2 separate regions of the Hordeum vulgare genome follow, and region 1 is linked to region 2. Evidence: chromatin contacts called from public Hi-C data. All regions are on one chromosome and are shown on one strand. The core of a region is the stretch at or near the end of the contact, and the rest is flanking DNA. Distances in the headings are between cores, read along the strand shown.

Region 1 (4,988 bases), core at 780-3,279, 190 kb after region 2:
GCTACCAAACCCACTTCTACTCCCAGGTGGAGAAGATTGGAAGGACTCCTCATTTAGCCCAAATTGGCGCATCAAAGCCTCAGTTTCCTCGCCTTCCAGTGACTTGGCTCTAAATGTGGTGTCTATGGGCGGAACTACATGCTGCAGCTCAAGTTCAGCCTCGCGTATGATTGTGGAGAGATCAAAATCCTCTGCGACATCTTCACAACTAGGTTCTTCCACCCCATCTTCGAAATCCAAACCAAGAATACAGTCCCCAGATTCTAGAGCTTCCTTTTCAAACTGCTTCCAAAGCCTCTCTCTTGGTGACTCCGGATCACTATCTGAGGTTACCCCAGATGGGCTATGAGCTATCCCAAGCATATCCAAAAACTCATTAGCAACAAAATCGGATGAAGCATCCATGCTGCGTGATCTGCTCTTCCTACTGGTGGAATTGCAACTATCTTCCGCACCAATGCAGCTCAATCGCCTAGAATGCTTATCCTCTATAATTGGTGAGTCAAATTCCTCAGGTTCAACAATTGAGAATTTGTTGAATATACCCTCCAGAACCTCCAGTTCTGTATCTGATGCAAACTCACCATCTTTTTCAAATGCGGCGGTAGGAAGCAAGGCTGCTTGGACAGATGCATCCCGCTTGTCTCCCACATCATCCATTTCAAGAGCAACATCACTGAGTTCCTCTTCCAACTTCACTTGAACAGTCTCCTCTTTAGAAAGACCGTCAAGTAATAATGCAGGCTTGGTCGTTCCCTCTTCATTAGCTTCATGCTTAAAATCCTCCTCTCCATCATCCACTTCAGCAGTTTCCACATGTTTGATCTGGCCAGGATCCTCCAGGGCGACCTCAACTCCATGCTCAACCACATTGAACTCTGCACCATCGCAATCACCCTCTCCCTTCCTCACCTCTACGGATGTGCAATGCTTTGACTGCGGTGAACCATCCTCCTCGCACTCTACTGTCGCCGTCTCATCCTTCATCGCACTCGCATTAAGACCAGCATCACCAACAAGAGGTAAGGCCTTGACAGGCCTCGGCAGAACCTCGTGCAACACCCTCACGTCCCGGCTCCGTGGCGGCACCTTTGATGGTGACTGCACTGACACCTGCCGCGCCATGGAGCCCCGTCTCAGCCCGGCCACTTCCCCTCCCTTGCGCTGCTCCCCACCTCCGCCCACGAGCACGCAGGAGAAGGTGACATTGAGCCGGGCGCCGCGGGCGACGCCAGAGAGCCGGAAGCTGGTGCTCCACTTCCCAAACCCGGAGTCGCCGCCCTCCTCGAGGTCGTCGATGGAGAGCGGCAGCAGGCGCGTCAGGTCGACCTCGTGCTTGCCGAGCTCGAGCGCCGAGGCGGCGACGGTGACGACGAAGGCCCGCGGCTCGTACTTGACGGCGTTCTTGGCCCCGCGGGAGAAGTAGACGGGCGAGCGCTGCGTGAGCGGCTCCTCGAAGGCGGCGGCGCCGAGGGCGGGCGCGACGGGGCGGGTGGAGGCGCAGGCGGACAGCCGGCGGAAGTGGACGGAGACCGGGGAGCCGTCGAGCGCGGCGGGGAGGCCGTCTACGGAGTGCGCCTGCAGGGTGAAGGCGCAGTCGAGGCGGCGCCTGCCCAGGTGGGAGATGGCCGTCAACGACTTCTTCCAGAAGGACGAGGAGGAGGAGGAGGAGGAGGTGGTGGTGGAGAGAGCGGAGAAGGAGGAGGTGGAGGCGGAGGGCAGGAGCTTGCGGGAGGAGGAGGGGGAGGGCTTGAGCTTGGGCTTGTGGTCGGCGGCGGATGGGGCGGCGGGGAGCGGGAGGGAGCGGCGGCGGCGCGAGGGGTCGAGGGAGAGGGCCTTGTGGAGCGTGACGATGTCGCGCGCGAGGGCCGCGTCGCCCGCCTCGGCCGCGCGGTCCGGCGGCGGCGGGCGGCGCGACGACATGCGGGGCGCGCTTGGTTGGGGATTTTTGGATGGGGCGGGGGAGGGGGAGGGGGGCGGCGCGGCCGGCGTGAGGGACAGGGGAGCGGGTGCCTTGCTTGGTTTGTTGTTTACTGTTTGGTGGGCTTGGCTTGGCTAGCTGCTTTTGTTTAGCCTAGCTGGAATGGGAATTCAGATCTGGAGGATTCGAATTCTTGTCTTGCCTTGTGAGACGGACGGGGATGCGGAGGGGGAATGAAAGCGTTGGGCGTTGGAGGAGCTCGTGACGAAAGAGGAGGGCACCGCCGCATGGGGTCGCCTGTGCTCCAAACTTTTATGGGTTGGGTGGTCGTTGACGCAGCGAATGGCGACCGTATTCAAGGTTTTTGGGTCGGGGGTTGGGACGATGCGGGTGCAGGTCAAATCTTCCTGCTTGGTCGATGATTGTGCTGTTTTGTTTATATTTATATATACTCTCTTCGTTTCTTAAATACTTTGTATAAATCTTTTAGATATATCAAGCTAGACTACATACAGATGTATGTAGACGTATTTTAAATTATAGATTCATTTATATTGTTTCGTATGTAATCTATATTAAGAATATGTAGAAACACTTAGATTTAGGAACGGAGGAACTATGTGGTTGTGGCCGTTCATGTTTATTTATTTTTGTGAAAACACTTTCTATGTGTTTGACTTCAATCGTGACGGTACAATCCCAAATGCGTTCAATAGTGACAGTATGCCGGCATCAGCGACCCCACTCGTGTGAGCATGAATTTCCATTCGAATTTGGGCGCAAATCCACAAGCTTCCGTTCATGTTGAAGACCGAGCCGATTGGGTGGATCTTGAGCAAGAAACTCGTGACGGTCGTTGTCGCGTCTCACCGGAACAAGAGGATCGCCGACGAGCACCTTCGCATCCGTGTGGAGCATCTCATTGACATGCCTCACGCCGGGGATAAAACCTGAACCCGAAGCCCGAAGCCGAACCAGTATAGCCCGAACCTGAAGAACCCGATCGCTATATCGGCTAACAAATGTGAAAACCCGAAATATATTTGGGTAATTTGGGTATAAAGCCTGAGTATCCGAATAGCCCGAATAACTGAAACTTGTAGAGCTGAGTAAAACCCCGCACGGCCCAAAAGGCCGATATCCATCCCACGCATCCCCAACGACTTCTTCCAGAAGGACGAGGAGGAGGAGGAGGAGGAGGTGGTGGTGGTGGAGAGAGCGGAGGAGGAGGAGGCGGAGGGCAGGAGCTTGCGAGAGGAGGATGGCTTGAGCTTGGGCTTGTGGTCGGCGGCGGATGGGGCGGCGGGGAGCGGGAGGGAGCGGCGGCGGCGCGAGGGGTCGAGGAAGAGGGCCTTGTGGAGCATGACGATGTCGCGCGCGAGGGCCGCGTCGCCCGCCTCGGCCGCGCGGTCCGGCGGCGATGGGCGGCGCGACGACATGGGGGGTTGGGGATTTTTTGGATGGGGCGGGGACGGGGAGGGGGCGCCGCGGCCGGCGTGAGGGACAGGGGAGCGGGTGCCTTGCTTGGTTTGTTGTTTACTGTTTGGTGGGCTTGGCTTGGCTAGCTGCTTTTGTTTAGCCTAGCTGGATGGGAATTCAGATCTGGAGGATTCGAATTCTTGTCTTGCCTCGTGAGACGGACGGGGATGCAGAGGGAATGAAAGCGTTGGGCATTGGAGGAGCTTTTTTTGACAGAAACTTCTCCTCCTTTATTCATATACTAGAACAGTGGTATCATTTACAAGTAAGGGGAGAACCTCATGAGGTGCTGAATTCAACCAACAACTAGGAGGAGAAAATTTAACTAGCCTAGCAAGTTCATGGGCTACTTTATTACTCCCTCTAAAACAATGATCATAAATAACATGGTTAAACTCAGATGACATAAAGAAACAATCGTCAATAATTGCTGAAGCAACCGAAGAAGAATTGCCATCTTTTAGGGCTTCCACAATCTCCAAACTGTCACAGCTTACCACGATCCTGCTACATCCAACAATTCTTGAAGATTCAGTCCAAACCTGACAGCTAGAGCCTCTGCTGTGAAAATCAAAACAGATGTCTATTCTTTCATTCGTCGTCGCAATGAATTGTCCGTTCTGATCTCGAATGATTGCCCCGACGGATCTTTCAAGCAGATCTTGATCAAACCCCGCATCAATGTTTAGTTTCATATATCCCTTCGCTGGCTTTCCCCAAACTCCAGAACAAAATTTTGCTTTTGGTGAACATGCGATAGTGAAGTTTGTTGCGAGCCCGCGTACCGCAAGGGCTATCCTAGTAGATGTTTGAATTTCTTCTCCATGGTAAACTTTATGGTGTTCGAACCACAAGTACCAAACAGCGGTGGCTATCATCTCTCTCATTTTTGGAAATTCCAAGATATAGAATTCTGCATCTTCCATATGCAACAACTCGTGTACCACCTCCTCTCCAGTTTTGTATTTTGTGCATTTCTTCTTTACTATCTCGTACAGCCCCAATTGTCTCCAAACCTCTGCTGATCTTGGACACTCAAACAGTAAATGGCGCATACTGCCAGGCCCCAAACTGCATTCTGGGCATTGGATTTTCACCTTCATATGCTTAGAAGCTAGGACTGATCGACATGGGATAGCAGCATGTAGGACCCGCCATATGAAGATTTTAATTTTTGCTCGGCATTCCAAGCTCCATGTCAACTTCTATTTCTCAACAGGAGATGAAGGTCCCGAATTAATATGAGTCAGAGCACCAAACTGAAAATTCCATTCAGTTTGATAGGCTGATCGCATTGAAAAAACTCCGTTCTTGGTAGGGCTCCATGCAATAAATTCAGTCATATCATACAAAGGCAGTGGTATAGCTTTGGGTTGATGTGGAAGTGCATATCGTATCCATTATACATCTTCTCCTGTGAAGTTGCCTCCCGCAGCAGCACAAGTGCCGTGGAGCTGGAGTGGAAGGTGACCAAGGAGAAGTTGTTCCACAAGGACCCGGAGAGGCAACTGGCATTTGCGAAGGCCAGTCTCGCGTACATGGGCGACGACAACTTTTGCCTTGTGGAGTTTGTGCTAGGCGAGGGAGT
Region 2 (4,869 bases), core at 946-3,445:
CTGTAAGAGACATCAGCTATTGCAAATACATGAGGATCTAGATCTCCAAGATTTGCACCTTTGTATTTTTCCATAGTCTGGACGTCAACGAGATTAGGTAACCTTTGGAATGGATTTATTGCAATCAGAATGTTCCCCGTATAGGTCTGAAACTCAAGATAATAGTATTAGAAAGAAAGAGAAAAATGAGGCACTTGCTTTAATGATCCTGCACTCGACATCACAAGATATGATCACTCACATATATTATATTTTTTGCATATCTGACAGCCAAATTATCCAGAACACCTGGCTCATGCAAGTACGATAACCTTGTCATGTCATCGACTCCATCAGGTGGTGCTTCTGTGTCTTTAGGATGTACATCTGATACATTTGCAGTAACCTGGTTGCACAAACAACAGTGTAACCATGTGGTTTCCATGACAGAAAACTAACTTTCATACTAGAAGAATATCACATGCAATTCTTCATCATGGTTGGGAAAAAAACGGGGAAAGAACCCCAAAGTACAACAAATTACACAAGTCGAGAGAGCCAACCACTGCATCCCATACAAACTCCTCTAACACTCAGGAAGCGACGCTAGTAGATGCGACTGAAACAGAACCTATTTCATCCTTGGTCTGGTTGAAGAAAACATCTATCGGTGTGAAAATCTCTCAAACACACGACCGTTTCTCTGCCTCCAAATAGCTCAAACAACAAGCACACTCTTGCTTAATGAAACATTCAGAGATTGACAGTCAATGATACAGAGAGTAAATTGAAGTTCAAAATGCACTATTTGTCCAAGGTCCAACCAAGTCCAAAAGTAACAGGGATGTTACAGAAACCATGGACACATACCGTCTTTCCCTTGGTTGTACGAACATGAGCATTTTGGCCATCAATTTTGAAGACCTCCCCATCAATCCAAGCTAAATCTTTGTCTGCCACCCATACATGAGAGCCTATAACAATGTTTAACACGGGAGCCTGCACACGTGACAAGTGACAAATTTAACATGTCAAATAGCTCGAAATTGTATGCAAATGGATCATACATCTGCATTGAAATCCGGCATTCCAGTAGATGCCAAACCGATGATGTGTATATATTGATAATATCCCAGGAAAAATGAGCAAAAGAATAATAACACTTGTATATCAGATATGGATGACTGTTGAAATCAAGATGCGTAAAGCAAACCTAAGAATGAGATGTATGATGAAGAAATATCTATGAATTTTGATGACTTCTCATGGTGATATTGCATTGTAATGAACCATTTATCAAACTGAAAATTATATAGATGAAACCTCGAGAATTTAGCTCTGGTTGGTTCAACAGAAACCAATGCAGTTGGCATCTAACTAAACATGTAGAGCAGAGTAATGTACCATCATATGGAAGAGGGCATTGGCATTTAGTTTGATTGCAGTGATTGAGTAAATTTGGACTCTACAAGGGCATAATAAGCATATAAAACTATCCAAAGTCGCACAGAAGAGAAGTACAAACAGCAATACAAGCATGACAGCCTTTTTAACGTATAATAAACTAGCATATATATCCACCTAGTTTAACATTATAAATGTGTAGCTAGTTCACGCAATCTGTGTCTCTGTCCTGAAACTAGACCCCTTGGTGGACGGCCTTCCACAATTCAGCTAAACCTCTAAAAGGCAGTGAAGTCCATTTCATTCCCATCGTTTAGCAAAACAGGCTCGACCGAGTTGTAGGCAAGCAAAGGATGGCAAATGCTTAGCTAGAGCAGATTCATGCTAAATGCCCCACTCGTGAAACCCGTAGAACAACTAGGTCCCGCTACTGTCTAGCTCATTCAGCAGGTGTAGGAATAAATTCACTCGATGAACGGAATCCTCCAAAATTCAGCAGAAATGCCGACTACAATCCACTTGGCTTCCCAGACCCAAGCTCGAAAACCACACAAAATTCTCCCCCAAACCCAGCCAAAAATATGCTGCGGCGGAAGTAGACAAAACCGCACCCCGACACATTGAATTGAATCTCTCAGAAGAGAACAAAAATTAAAAAAAAACGTCGAGCATGACAGGTCAGAGCCAGGCAGCGACGCACCATGTATCATCTGTGGCAGCCGCGAGCAGCCGTAGGAAGAGAATCGGCGCGCGGCGAGAGGCGTTGCGGGAGGGCACGATCGGACGGGAGGAGACGCGGCTCGGCGGCGGTGGCGGCGCCGACGGGCGATCTCCTCCCCTCGGCCCGGTCGCCGATCGCCCCGCGGCGGCGCGATCCGGCTCGGGAGGCGCGGCGGCGACGCGCTTGGGCGGCGGTGGCGGAGGGCGACGCGGGGAGGGGAGGAGCACAGGCGCAGCGCGACAAGGGAGGGGAGAGGGGGGAGCACAGGCAGGCAGGGCAGGGCAGGGCCAGGCAGGCGCGACTCTCATTAACAGGAAAAAGAAATGGCGAATAATCTGGGTGCGCGGCGCGAGGGGGGAGTTCGCCAGCACCAACGTGCGGGATCGGGTCGTCGTCAGCACCACCAGCGCACCACCGCGGCTGCGTGCGGCATTCCTTCCCTTCCCAAAAGGGAGGCTAAAGGTGGGGGAAGGTGGCGGCGGGTGGTAGGATTAGGAACGGGGGACGAACCGGACAGCGACGGATTGGAAGAAAGGTGGTGGCGGTGGTGGTGGATTTGGGGCCAGGAATGGTGGATTCGGGGTTGGATTAGTGCGTGTAAACCCGCGATTCCGACGGTGAAAGCGTCGTCACGGGGACGATTTGGCCGCGGAGGGGCAGGGAGGAGGGCGATGGATTGGCGGGACGGAGCGGTGGCCCACCTGGCCGACAGTTTGGCAGCGTGTCGTCATTAGGTGGACGGATCCATGGGTGGATCGAGAAACAAAAACAGGAGGAACAAAACTCGGTTGCTTTCGGCACCCGAAACTGGAAATCTTTGTACACGCTCCGCTCGCTGCTCATACACGTACGGATTGCGCCGGTACTGGTACGTACTCGTCCAAGGCAACGCCAATCCACCATTCTGGGACGTACGCTACCTTGTGCTTCCTGCTCTTGTGTAGGAGTACTGGTAGTCTGGTAGTACGTCGTACGTATACTCGTCCAAGGCAACGCCAAGCCTGTTGTGTAGGAGTACAACTCATTTTAATAGTGCCAGCTTGACACTTCAGTCCAAGTTGGTTTATGTTTTCCTTGTGTTTATAACACGGCAGAGAGGCGCGCGACGTACGATTCAATTCCGCGATAGCAACGCCTGCTCGCCTGGCTTGCGTACTGCTGATCCATTTGAAAACTGCGGCGTGGAAAATGGAAAAATGGCCAGCTGGGAGCAGTGGACTGGACCTTCTTGTTTCAAGTTTGTACAAAATACCTGATCCGCTGCGGGCGGGCTTTTTCTTTCGGAAGTCATCCTGCGCCTGCTATCGAAAGAGATAGAGTATATGTTTATTTCTTTATTATTTTGCTTTATTTATTCGATTAAGAGATCTGTTTTAAATAAACGAATAATAAACGCCAAGCCTATTCCATTCCACCGAAAAACAAATAATAAACGAAAAGAAACCTATCAAGGCATCGTGACCACGACTGGTTTGTAATAGAAACAAAATTGAATTAAGGAACTGTCTATCACACGTAGGCCGGCTTGACCCATCTCCAAGCATTGATAGATCGGGCAGACACCCGCTTGTCATGGACCCCCGACGCGAAGAAAAGTTTGGCTCCATCCTTCCTTCCTCTCCCTTCTATCTATGCATCAAAACTAGACAAGATTGAAGGTGTAGCAAGGTACAGTTAGGTGGTTGGGCGCGCATAATTGCCCAACAAATCATGGACCGGATTTCTTAATCTCTCTCTTCTTTTTGTTAGTGAGCGAGAAGGGGTTCTTTAATCTTCCGTCCGTGTAGGACAGCAATGGTATTGTTCGCTGTTCATCGATTGTCAGCCATTTATGTATTTTCTCTGTAGACAGAGAACGCGCGCACGGGCGGGGGCTTGCGCTGCGTTGCGTTGCATCTGTCGGTGTCACTGTGTCGGACTCGTGCGGCTACGTGACGTGGGAACGTCCGGCAGAATCTCAGGGGAGGCCTGCTCGTCGAGCGCAGCAGCAGACCCTTGGCACGCGCGCACACGATCGGCTCGCTCTGTCCGCCAGCCGGAGATGGTATACAAAATAGGCAGCGACGGACACATGCGTGCCGGTTTGATTTGATGACACCCAGGTGAAGTTTTTTTTTAACACAATATTGATGCATATGTTCATATAAACGCGCATACCCTCGTTCTTATAAACTTACTCTGTGCATTTTTGAAACTGAACCGAAAAAACATAGCAAAAATAAACCGAACGAGGTTTTGAGCCCAATCTGCGTGGAAGAGGAATGAGTGTTGAGCCTGGCGACCCGCCGAGCGACTCGCACGGCGACGTTGCTTCCAGCGCTATGCCTCCCAATCCCATAGCCCACCCCTCAGGCGCTGCCCCCCCACCTCCTTCTGCTTCGGGCCTTGGCCGTCGGATCGATCGCCGCCGGGAGTCGCGACGGCCCGCAAGTGTCCTCCGTCCTGGGTCGATCTTCCATGCCCGCACGCTCCAGTCCATGTCCCATGGGGTCGCCTTTGACCATGTCGCCTCCCCGCCCCTGTATGTGCCCGACGTTGTCTCGGTCACCCCACCGCGGGCCGCACACTGCTTCAACGCCGCCATCGTCTCATGCATCATGTCCATCTTCTTCTGTGGGACCTCCGAGAAGCTTGCCGCGTCTAAGCATGAGCTCCTAATGTTCTCGGTCCTTGTTGCGAGTCCGACACTAGTGCGGGTCATGGTCGCCGCCGGCGTCCCATACAGCGCCTCCGTCAAACTCGTCCTTCACGCCTCCGTTGACGAT

What was found. Hi-C and Micro-C count contacts between places; a contact is called where the count stands out from the background.
Region 1: a contact with region 2 is called in a Hi-C map of seedling, with 2.7 times the contacts expected there. The contact joins the promoter of LOC123444264 here to the promoter of LOC123444262 in region 2. A contact is called at or near these places in 4 of 6 Hi-C or Micro-C datasets (leaf, seedling and an unstated tissue) and 1 of 1 datasets of contacts at active chromatin or transcription factors (embryo).

The regions. Positions count from the first base shown.
Region 1 is chr3H:461,401,111-461,406,098 of MorexV3_pseudomolecules_assembly, forward strand. It overlaps LOC123444264 (protein PLASTID MOVEMENT IMPAIRED 1-RELATED 1-like), which reads right to left and starts at 2,030. Exons shown (of 2, transcript XM_045120941.1): 1 at 1-2,030. The coding sequence starts at 1,923.
Region 2 is chr3H:461,214,614-461,219,482 of MorexV3_pseudomolecules_assembly, forward strand. It overlaps LOC123444262 (myosin-17-like), which reads right to left and starts at 2,196. Exons shown (of 51, transcript XM_045120939.1): 1 at 2,084-2,196; 2 at 850-978; 3 at 242-385; 4 at 1-146. The coding sequence starts at 2,086.